2 separate regions of the Columba livia genome follow, and region 1 is linked to region 2. Evidence: chromatin contacts called from public Hi-C data. All regions are on one chromosome and are shown on one strand. Each heading gives the region's core, a stretch centred on a gene start, on an enhancer-like site or on the middle of the called end of the contact. The rest is flanking DNA. Distances are from core to core; before and after follow the strand shown. Region 1 holds the start of MRPS18A (mitochondrial ribosomal protein S18A). Region 2 overlaps RSPH9 (radial spoke head component 9).

Region 1 (5,471 bases), core at 1,313-3,812, 33 kb after region 2:
CCAGTATATAATTTTCTATTCATTAGTAAAGTTATATTCTGGGGAGTCAGTGTATTTCATCTTGATTCTTGCCAGCCTGGCTTCAGACTGTACTTTGATTGCAATTCCATCTTAGAATTCAGAATCTTTATTCATTTCCATGTCAATATCAATTTTTCTGGAAATAAATTTCAGTGTACATTATTTGGCAACTATGACCCACCTACCGAGGACTTTCATATTGTTAACTCACTCAGTTATTATTCTTCTATTAGAGAACTACAAAGGAATATAGGGTCACTACATTCTCAGTATGCTGATGAAGTCCAGATTTCTCTGGGATTCATTCATCTGGTTCATGTCAAACACTTCCTCCAATACTGATAAAAGCACAGACACATAGAAAGATGAGTCCAGAAAAGACTAATGTAGAGTTGGTAGGATAAATGGAATGACCGGAGGATATGTTGAGAAATGTTTCAGCCCTTTAGCTGGTCAATTTACACCATTTGTTACAAGATTTTCCTCATCTAGGGACACTGATGGATCCTAGGCTGATGTCAGATATTATACAGTAGAAATATCCAAATCTCCCTTATGCTTCTGCAACGGGCCAGGAAGAATTATTTTTCTAGAGACCTCTCCTACTGCAATGCATACCTTTTCTTATTCAAGCCTCAGCTAATGTATTGGGACTTCTTGATTATAATTTACATCCCCTCTGAAACTGACTGAGTGCCAAGTAAAGTAATCCACTGTGTGTTGTGTTATGTTCACACTCTCCCCTTGTTTTGGTTAAAACAACTTCAGAGCCTGCCTGCAAGCTCTTCTCTTCAGGTCTCTGGGCAAAGATTAGTAGTTTGGCACTTGAAGAGAAGAGAAAGAGACTTTCCATCATACTTACTGTCAGTTTTGGAAATCTTGCAAACTGCCATATTCTATTTGATATTATATATCTAAAACATAAGTAACCTGCTCCATTCAGGTTTCAAATGTGACAATGTCCATTAATACACACATGACAAGAAGGAAACTCAGAATTTCAAAGGCATGAACAACTGTTTCATGCTGTTTCATCAGCAAGCAAAAGTCTGTCACCTTCTTATTATTTATATATAGAGATTAGCATTTAGTACACTGTCTTCTAGCTATTCCCAAATAATTTGTACTCCACTCTCCTCACTGTATTTACACCTTTCAAAAACATCTGTCATCTGTCTCCAGCCAAGGCAGAGATTGCTACTGGCATATGTCGTGTGAGCAGAATAATGCAACCTCCTTTCCTTCCCCAATAATTTCAGTGCTTCTGCTAAAATCAAAACAAAACAAAACAATTCTCTTGATAAAGTGCAACAGATCAGATAGTGTTAAATTAAGAAAAATGCAAATTCTACTGCTTTGGCCTCTTCCTTCCTGTCTTAAACCACAGCTAAGAAAATGCTTTTCTTTATCAGTTGCTTCAGAACTTATGTTTACTTTTCAGGAGCAGTTTTCCTTTAGTATTTAAGGTCTTCCTTTGATAGTACTCGTTTCACTGAGGATTTTTTCTTACTACGTGCATTACAAGATACAAGCTTTGCATCACCTGTGGTCACTGCGGCACACACAGAGCAATTAACAGACACAACACAGATCAAAGGCAAGTGACATGCACGGCACACAGCCAGTACAGAGCCATCCTGTGATGTCACATCGGGCTGCTGGCCCAGGGCAAAGTGACAAAGTGACTGGGCAAACCTCCTTCATGCAAGCCCACACTCCAGACAATGCCAAGTGCCACCACTTCACAAAATGAACCCATTTGAAGAACTGCCTCTTGTGTTTTGGGTTCCAAACGCCTCTGGTCAGGACTTCCAAGCTTACCAGGAGCTCAGCGAGGGATCTGGCACTGACGGGTGGATCTAACTGGAGCCACTCGTGATCAGCAACACAGTGACGATCCCAACCTTCAGCAGCCAAGCCCTCCATGCCACTTAGTAACCCATACCTACAATGCACCCCTACCTCGGTTTTGCCTACACACCCCGAGATGTCTTTCAGGCAGAAAAGCGACCCTTTTACCCTCTTTTTATTTCTTTCGGGCGGGGCAGACACACGGCGGGAGGCTGAGGGAGACGCGACGCCAAGGGCAGCGACTGAGGGGGCGCAGGGACTTACTATGGTCGTGTTGCCTTTGGTCACCTCCACGACTGAGGAAAAAAAAAACAAAAAACAAACAAAAAAGGCAAAATGAGGCTCATGCAGTCTAAATCAAACAGTACTTTTTGGGGAGAGGGTGAAACACAGCGAACGCAACCGTGTCTCCCGACCGCGGTGAGGCAACGGGGCAGCCCGCAGAGGCCCCACGGCGCCCAGGGCCACCCTCAGACTCACCCTCCCGGAGGGTTCGGACCGGCGGCGAGGCCCAAGCGTTTCCGAAGAGCCCGGTGAACAACCGCCTCAACCCCCCTCGCAGCAGGCTGGGCGCAGCCATCTTCCCGTCGCCGGCGCTGCCGTCACTCTCGCTTCCGCCGGCGGGAAGGCGGGGGCTCTGCCGGCGCCATTTTGATGCGCGGCAGTTCCCCGCCCCTGGCACCTGAGAAGGGGGAGGAAGCGAGGGGTTTTGTTCCCCTGCCCAGCGTCTTCTCTCTGTGAGAGAAAGCCCAAGGGGGGGTTTAGCCTCAGCATTGTGGCGCAGAGGCCTCTGTGTTTGCACGGGCCCTGGGGTGACTCCTTCATCAGGGGGTGTTTCAGCCCAGCTGTGGGGGGCAGGGAAGGGGCTTGTTTCCAATGTGCCTGTTTCATATCTGTACCTTCTAGGGGTGCTGAGGTCAGTGCATGTGCCTGCACTGGCTCGTGGAATTTGGCAGGTGAAGCTTTGAAGCAACCTGTTGCCAAGCTGTAAGCTTGTCTTTGTAACCATGCAGTCCAGTTTACATGTTTTCCATTTTTCTTTTAATATCACTTGCCGTTGGATGGTCTCAGGCAGCTTGTAGGCTGCTGAGAGATCACTTCTCCCATCGTCTTTCTTAGCATGCCCCATCTGTTAGCTTCTTCCACCTGCCTTTGGTGGAAGGTGGCCTGGAGGTGTCAGCTGAGGGGGTTGTGTCAGACACTTGGGACTTCAGATACCAACAAACCATTCATTTTAGATGGTAATGCTGTATCGTCACGAAAAGCATCCTTCAGGTTGAGTTGAACTGTACTCGATAGCAAAGGACATTCATGGGGTTTCCCCAAGTACTTGTTTGCTTTTTCTTTGTCATTTCAACTCTTTAGAAAATGCAGGAAGCAAAACTAATGGAGTGAGATAAAATCCCTTGGAAATCATGTGTGTTGATGGACATTCATGCCATTCTATTCCATCAGCAGTCAACAGTGCTCATGTGATTTCTTCTGTATGTTTTCCTGAGTTTCTTGCTAAAATGTGGTGTAAAATTTAAATTGTGGCATAAACATAAAATTTAATATAAAATAAAATTTGATCTTCCTGTATCAGGAGATCTTCTACCCTCTTTTTCTTGTGTGTTATACGTGCTTCTTGTTACAGTCCAGTTTACAAATCTCTCTCTGTGGCAGATCTGAGCACTCAACTCTGGGACTTTCCAAAGAAGTGGGAATGAAGGCAGGGCTCCTGTCCAGGCTCTTGTGCTCCGTGCCAAGCAATGAAAATAGGGCCATCCCAGTTATTCAGAGAACAAATTGAGCAAGAAGGCTTGCCAGAAGAGACTTCTTCCTTTCTCGACGTGTTATGCTATATAATGATATCTAGAAACAGGGCGATCTTTAGCTTGTCCAAAAGCTTAAACATAAGAGCCAAACAAAATATTTACTTCCATCCAGTCTAAGGATAACTTCCTTATGAGGAGAAGGAACATTGCTAGGCTCAGTGGTGTAGTGATGTCACATTTTTATGAGGTGCTTGTGTTTTATTTTGTTTTCTTTACATAGAGGGTTTTATTCTAGCGGAAGGAGTTTAGCTGCAACAACCTGACAGGAGAGTTTATTCAATGCCTTAAATTGAATGCAATTTCTTCTGTTGGCTTCCTGGCCTCTCATGATGGGGAAAACTAAAGGGTTGACTCTCTTCACGGGACAGAAACCAACAGTTGGTAAGCACAGGGCTGGCTCACTGTGGTAAAGATGTGTAGTCAGAGGGTTAGGGGCTGTTCAAGAGCTTTTCCATGTCATAGGACTTTCGATGCAGTTAAGCAGCACGATGGCTTTTGGTCAGACAGGGAGAGATCAGCAGCATGGTGATAGTTCAGATTCAGTGAGGACTCCTCTTGCTTGCCTCGCTTTCAAATAAATGCTGCCTCTAAAGGAATTCAAGTGACACAATTTAATGTAAAGAAGGAAAACAGTTGCTTTCTTAAAAACCTACAGTTTCTGGGTTGAGCGAATTCATTCTTCTCCTGAGATGTTTTTTCTGTCTTCTGAGTATTTTCTACAACTGTTAGCAATGCAGACCATCAAGTCCCAAGGAGACAAACAAAGCATGTGCCAATTTGAGTCAAAGCCCATCATCTCTTTCCAAGTTTAGAAATTTGACATATTTCTGATTTCTTGCAGATAATTTTTGAATGTGTTTATTTCATCAAGCCCTTGTATTCAGGGGAAAAAAAGTAGCCCTGAATACTATGTCTGCATACACAAAAGAGAAAATGAAGTGATTTTCTTTCTGTAAGTTGGTTCAGCCATGGTCTGTGATTTGTCAGCATAGTGGAGGGTGGTCCAGTTTAGGCAGAACTGGATGTTTCCAAGGAACGGAACAGGATGTCACCGGTCATTGAAGAATGACTCCTTTTCCTTTTGAATTAAAATTAAACCTGCGCTCCCAAGTGTGGATCTGGTTAGGAGCAAGGAGGTATCATATTTTAGATGAGAAACTTATGTCCTAGTTGCTTAGGGCCTCCAGAGATTTTTTAGGGACTGCTCTCAAATAAAAGGTATTCCCTTATATGGACTGCTTTGGGATTAGACGTAGATGTTCTGTAAGCTCCATTTTTCTTTTCCTGCTAATTTGTGTTCTGCTCTTGTCTGAAAAATGGAATATATTTTCCTATTTTTCTTAATTCCTATAACATATTAATATTTTCTTCTTCCAACTACAGAGAAACTTTTCTGGTCCTTTGGGCCTTTTCTGGTCCATTGGATGCTAGTGGATGACATGTATGTTTGCTCCAGAGCCTTGCCCATGCAAATAGCTTATGAAGGCTGAGCCTGTTCCGACCAAACATGATTAAAAGTCATAGAAATCGAGATGGAAAAAGCTATTAGGTCACATAGTTCCCACACGCGCCCCCCGGACCAGTACAGGTTTGTTTCCAATGGTACATTTTTGGTGATTTCCAGAAGGGGTCACTGCAGGTCAGCATTCACTTTGCATCCAACAGCCTGCCTCCCTTCCCCCCTCCTGAAAAATTAGGAAACCTTCTGAACCTGGTGACGGGTAGGTTGCAAAACGTCTAGAATTTTTATTATAGCTTGTAATTTGATGTTGGGTGATCAAA
Region 2 (5,988 bases), core at 1,235-3,734:
TACATTGAGAGGAAAAAACAGCATAGTACTGGAAACTTTCACTAAAGGGGAATGGTAAAAGGCTGATAAGAATGTGGAAGGGCAGAAATGCTCAATAATTTTTTTCTGGTTTGTTTTGAAAGAATGCTGACTCACATCAAATGAAGAAAATAAAATACTATTTCAGACAGTTTTCAGACTATTTGCTAAAGGTAACCTTTTCTGTTCATCAAAAAATGAAAATAGCAGAGCCAGATAAGTTAATCCTGAAATAATTATCTCAGGAGACTTGTGGCATACTTACAATGCTGATCTTTAATAAATCCCAGCATTGCAGAAATATTTCCCTAAACTTATCTTGATTAGTGGTTGTGATTCAGAAATCACTGGATGGGTGTATTTATGGAAGGGGTCAGAAGGGGCTTCAGCTGGGACCAGTGCCAGTATTGATATTCTTCAATTTATTTCTGAATGATCTAGAAGTAAAGGATTGGCCGAGAGACAAATTATGACAAGGGAAAGACGGCTAAAGAGATCTGGTAAACTGCGCTTACTTAAAGTATATTTTGATGCAGCTATCTGCAAAATTCTGTATCTAAGAGCAGGGACTGGAAGCCAGACATGTTCGGGAAGCTGAGGCTCTGAAAGGAAATCCATGCACAACCCACTGAACATCAGCTCCCAGTCTGATCCTGAGACTTAAAAGGCTAATATGATCTGTGGATTTATGAACAAGGGCATAGCAAATCGGAACAGGGAGGTGACTTTACTTTTGCGTATTATGTTAGTGGAATCAGAACTGGATTACTGCATATTGCAAAACTGGAGAGTTGCAGAAAAGAATCACAAAATGATTCAAGGACTGGTGAGAGACATAAACAGTTCAAGCTGTTTATCTTATGGAAAAGAACATGAGAATGACTGCATTACACTGTATAAATACTCCATGGAGTTTAAGTGTTGGGTACTGAAGATCTATTTAGTATAGCAGTAACAAGCAGCTGAAAATTACAGCCAGAAAAACTAAAATGAAAAATTAGGTGCAAGTTTGAACAGTGAAATGATTACCAGCTAGCAAGTGCAATGGATGAGTCTGTGGCTCTTAGTGTCTTATCATCATGCTGGATGTCTTGGGAATTATGTTTTAGCCCAATGCTAGTCACAGACATGAGTAGCTGAGTTCAGTTTAATGGGCAGTGGTATGTAGGAATTCAGAACAGACGATTTCCTGGTACACCTAGCTGTAAACCTGACAACAGCTGTGGAGCGTGATGTTTAGCTTGGGCTTTTTTATTGTCAGTGACAATAACAAAAAGGTGACAGTGGGTTCCTGAGGCAGTGACTCTAAGCACAGCTGACTTTGCTTCCTGAACTGTGATGGGCCCAAAAGAGGACTTGAGGAGATTCCTGACTGATTGCTGTCCATTGTAGAGAGTAAACCATGGAGCCGAGACCTCTCAGATGTAATTGCTGACTCTGTAATGCTGGGAGATTTTATAGCATCATTCTAAGTGGGTATACAGTGGCATGATGGATCATAGTGAGTCTTGCCTACTTGCTGTTTCGAGATTCAGCTAGAGGAGGAAGAACAGTGCCTTCTTTACCATTTTGGCTGTGGAGGAAGTGACAGCCATTTAGTTTGTAGCTCTGTTTCTTCACCTGAATGTGCAGTGGTTTTGGAGCATTCCTTAAACAGCATTACAAAGGCATTTGTGGCTATTTCCTTGGCTGAATACTTTGGGCACTAGCCTTTCTGTAAGCTTGCTGAACAGTAGCTGGGGTTAGAACACTAACCTCCTGTCCTCTGAGCTTCATTAGCACGCTCTTTAGTGGTTTAGCAAAAGCTGGTGTTTAATGGGCCCCTTAAGATGGAGAGGTTGCATTTCTAAGTGGGAGACAGTTTCCTTTAGCCACTCTCACAGGACATTTTGGTAGCCCCATCTTGGATGCCCCAAAGGTAGGTAGAAAGGGAGGAAGAAGGCCAGGAGACACAAACCTGCTTTATCTCCATGCATTAACAGAGCTAATTAACTCCCTTTCGACCCGCCTCCGCGCGATTAATCCCCTATCAGCCTCCGTCTCCAGCCATTTGAAGAGCCTGTGTCTGCAGAGGTATTTACAACCCCCAGCTAGCCAGCAGAGAGCAAGTCGGCCTGTTATCAGGGCTCTAAGACAAATGGCTGCCTATCTCCCCAGTGGCCTTGCAAAATCCAGCGGAGTGCTGTGCTGTGCTGGCCACCTACTTTCACCCAGCCTCCCTTCTCCGCTAACATTTCACAGATGTGACCTGAGCCCTCCTCTTTCATTGCTTAACAATAAGCAGCACCTCCCCAGCTCTGTGAAAGCTGAGAGCAAGAGCACTTTACTTCTTAGCCTGCCAAGAGCCACACGGGGACAAGGCTTTTCAAGCTGTCTCGCTGAAATCCAAACTAAAAGAGCCATAATGAATGAGAGTTTCGTGTTAGCAAGGATAAAAAGAGGTAGCCAAAATGTAAACCAAAATACCTAGCACGGCTCACAGCTGCCCTTGTTCCTGGTTAGGAGAGGTGATCTTTAGGCTTGTTATGTGTGGAACTGAGCTACAGTATCCCATGGAGTTACCTGACATTTATAGAAGCGGTTTTGACAAACAAGCATTATAATACAGTGGTACAGAAGGAGTAAAACAGATCCATGTGCATAAAACAGTCAGCTTTCACATGTGGGAACTGATCTGAACAGCTGGCTCAGTGGGTTACTAGTTAAAGCGTTGGTACCTGAATTTCTCTGGTAAAACTGAAGTCAGCCATCCCTAGAAATAATTCTAGGGTAGCTGTAGCTGCTACCTTCCAGCAGAGTGCACTATGGTGCCAGCATTGTCAGTGCTGAGCACAGAAAAGGGAACCATAGAAAAGTAAAATGAGAAAGAAAATCACCAGGAGCAGCATCATATTGAGGAGAAGGTATGGCCTGAATTTCCAGACTGTGTGTGGTATACTGACCTCCTGAACTGCAGGTATGGAGAAGAGGCTCTGTCCCTTCCAAGCTTAGGCAATTTTTGGAATGGTCACTGGGCTTTTCAATAGCTTTCTTAGCATCCTTAGTGACCACAGGCATGCAGTGGTCATAGACAAACAAATAAGCATGTCTCCTGCATCATTCAAAAGCAGACACACTCTTCATTTTTGCTAGTAATGTATGGATTGGGGAGCCTTTAGAGGCTATAAGGCCACTCCTGCAGTGACCCAAGAGAGTTGTCTGGGAGCAACACAAGATGTTGTCCCTCCTGCAGTGGGGGCACTGCCAGCTCAGGAGTTCAAGATGAGACTGGAACCTCCCATGTGGCAGCACAGCAGGAGGACTCCAGAGCCAGATAGCTTCTGACTGGCTATCCATGGCCTGCCTTGATTTCTGGAAAGGAGTCTGTTTTCCTTGGGCTTTGTGTCTATGAATAATAAAGCAGTGCATTCACTGCTTTTGGGCCCTAGGTCTGTATCACCTCAGGGGGCTTGTTTTAATCAGAGGCCTTGGATGAATTTACACCAGAGCAGGGCTGCCCATCAACTGAGAGCTGTGGTGGAGTTTTTCGCCCTCCTGACTGCTGCAATGAAAGAATGAGGACAGAAGCTGAGTCTTCATAGCAACTTTCCAGGGATTGTATTTAAAGTTTTTCCTCCTCAGTAAAAGAAATCATTGCCGACCCCATCTCCATTTCAGCTCTTGGTTCATTGGACATGAAAAGGAGATGAACTTCTTGCTGAACTGATGGGAAATGCTGGTAAAGCCTCTTAGAACCAGAAATTGTTACAACCACATCAGTCAGCCTTGGCCAAACCCTTTCTCCAGGGAATGATGAAAAATTACTTGCAGGGGAAAGCCTAGGGCAGTCTGTGTGTCACTGAAGTCAGAACAAGGTGAGCTTTTGCTAGGAGTGATCTATTTCTGAAGGTGCTCCATGTCAGGAGTGGCAGTTCTTCCTGTGCAGCAGTTGGCATCGGTGCCAGCCCTGCATATAGCTTTCCTTTGCTGTTCACTGCCCCTTTGGCCATAGAACTTCTGCAGGGAGGGAGTCAACAGGCGTTGTCTTTTTTTACTGTACACAAATATCACATGGATTGAAATTCTGCATGCTGAAGGGGTGTGTGGCTGTGTGTAGTTGATGGCAGTTGATCTGTGGTGTATTTGTAGAGCAGTTGTGCTGTGCGGAGACGGGCTATCCCAGGTACTCGAAGATGCTTAGCCATCTTCAGTGTTCAGAATTAGCTTGAATATTGACACAGCTGCGCTGTGCTGTGTGGTATGCTCAGTGTGACAGTCTTCTCAGAAACTGGTAAACTCTTCAGGTAATTTGGGCTAGAGTTGTATCTAGTTTAGTATGAAAATATTGACAGTTTATAATCTGTGCCATCTGTTCCTGGTCCTAAGCCCTTTTAACTAGCCCTGCTACTTTGATGAGGTAAGAAATACAACTGGGGGACTGACAGGGCTTGTAGCCTTGCCCCTCCTGCAGGAGAGTGAATTGGATGTGCTCTAAGTATGTGGTGGGTTTTGAATCCCTGCATCGACTGCTTTGTGTTCTCTCAGAATTCAGAGATCAATGTGAGGTTCTTGGCCCCTAATCCAGCCGCTGTTCATCATTATCAGCTCCTCAAAGTGGCCAGAGCTTTGTTATCAGGAGAGGCAAAATCTTACAAGGTGGCCATAATCTCCTCTGAGAGTCAGACAGATATTCTCCCGTGGGTAAGAAAGTGACAGTGACCGAAAGCTCTAGGGGGAAGCGGGCTAGAACAAAGCTGTCCATTGCATCCTTTCATCAAACTGTTAATCTTTCTTTCAAAGACATCACATTTGTTTGGTGACAAAAGCCCCAAAGAAGCTGAATTGAGCCTGAAATCCTGTAGCAAGATTTAGAGGAAGCGTCTTTCATTCCGAGCAGGGAGGGGCAAGAGACTCCTTTTTCTTCCTACCAACCAATGGGCTCAGAGAAGCCCACGAAGGTGACGGATTAATGCAGCGGCTCCCCAGGTAGATGCTACGTGACTCCTGGCACGCTCCAAAAACGTTTCCACAGCGACTAGCTGAACAAGAAATATGGAGTGTGACGAGATCCAGCGTAAACTTGTGCTTCGGAAGGAGGGTGCTTTGCCATTCTGAGAGATTTCTAAATTTACCACAGAAGACGCAAGATACTGTATTGTGATCTGTATTGCAGTTTTCAGAACCCAAATAACAGGGATTTTAATCAGTTTTCCTACTCCTTTTAAGTTTTCATTGCATATGGTCTCGCTGTTTCCTCTAGCGCACAGCTCCATTCTGAATCTTTATTCTGGATACTTTCTGTGCAAAGTCTGCATCTTTTTCTTAATAACAACAACAGAAAAGTAAAAAGGATTCTAGCTCTATTCTAATTATCAGGTGGATTTAGGACTAAAGGGCCAACGAACCAGGCTATAAGGGAGGCTGTAATTTGATGTGCATTACTTCTGTGCTAGCTTTTTCAGTCCTTCCCATCCTCTGCTGCTCATTTATGTCTGTGTATTGTCCTTTCTTTTGTGTTGGCATTGCTGGCTGTGTAGCCAGATTCCAGCTGGAAAAATAACTTTATTTTTGGCTAGACTATTTTTCAGCTAGATTGTTTCCCTGACCTGGTTCACTGAGCAGTAAATACGAACTTTTGTGGTCTGTATGATGGAAGAGTGATGAGGGGGGGGTAATGAGGGTTTGAGGGCAAAGGCTGCTTCAACTGGATTAAGCAGCACTGTTGTCAGAAGTCTAAGTATGGCCTGAATGTCACCTAGTACTTGGACGCACCTGAATACGGTGCACCGGTGACAACATTGCAATCCCTGGATCTTCCTTGTCAGCAGGAACAGGTATTTTGTGTGTCAACGAAAGGCCCAGGCCTGTCATAATCATTTGTGCTGCAGAGGCATCCCCAATGGGAGAGGATAACGGAGAGAAAAAGCCTCTGAAGTAGGTTTTACTTTGAGGTTTGGGCATGGTTGTATTTGTGTGTCAAAGAGGTGGCAG

What was found. Hi-C and Micro-C count contacts between places; a contact is called where the count stands out from the background.
Region 1: a contact with region 2 is called in a Hi-C map of crop, with 1.6 times the contacts expected there. The contact joins the promoter of MRPS18A here to the enhancer-like site in region 2. A contact is called at or near these places in 2 of 2 Hi-C or Micro-C datasets (crop and liver).

Annotation. Positions count from the first base shown.
Region 1 is chr3:87,271,929-87,277,399 of bColLiv1.pat.W.v2, forward strand. It overlaps MRPS18A (mitochondrial ribosomal protein S18A), which reads right to left and starts at 2,563. Exons shown (of 6, transcript XM_005503796.3): 1 at 2,353-2,563; 2 at 2,137-2,168. The coding sequence starts at 2,452. All of the region lies in intron 4 of RSPH9 (radial spoke head component 9), which reads left to right.
Region 2 is chr3:87,238,792-87,244,779 of bColLiv1.pat.W.v2, forward strand. All of the region lies in intron 4 of RSPH9 (radial spoke head component 9), which reads left to right. Among named protein-coding and RNA genes, the nearest start is that of RSPH9, 9.3 kb to the left of the region's middle. Within about 2 kb of position 2,485, at least 2 of the 3 cell types and tissues checked have an H3K27ac peak away from gene starts, as active enhancers do.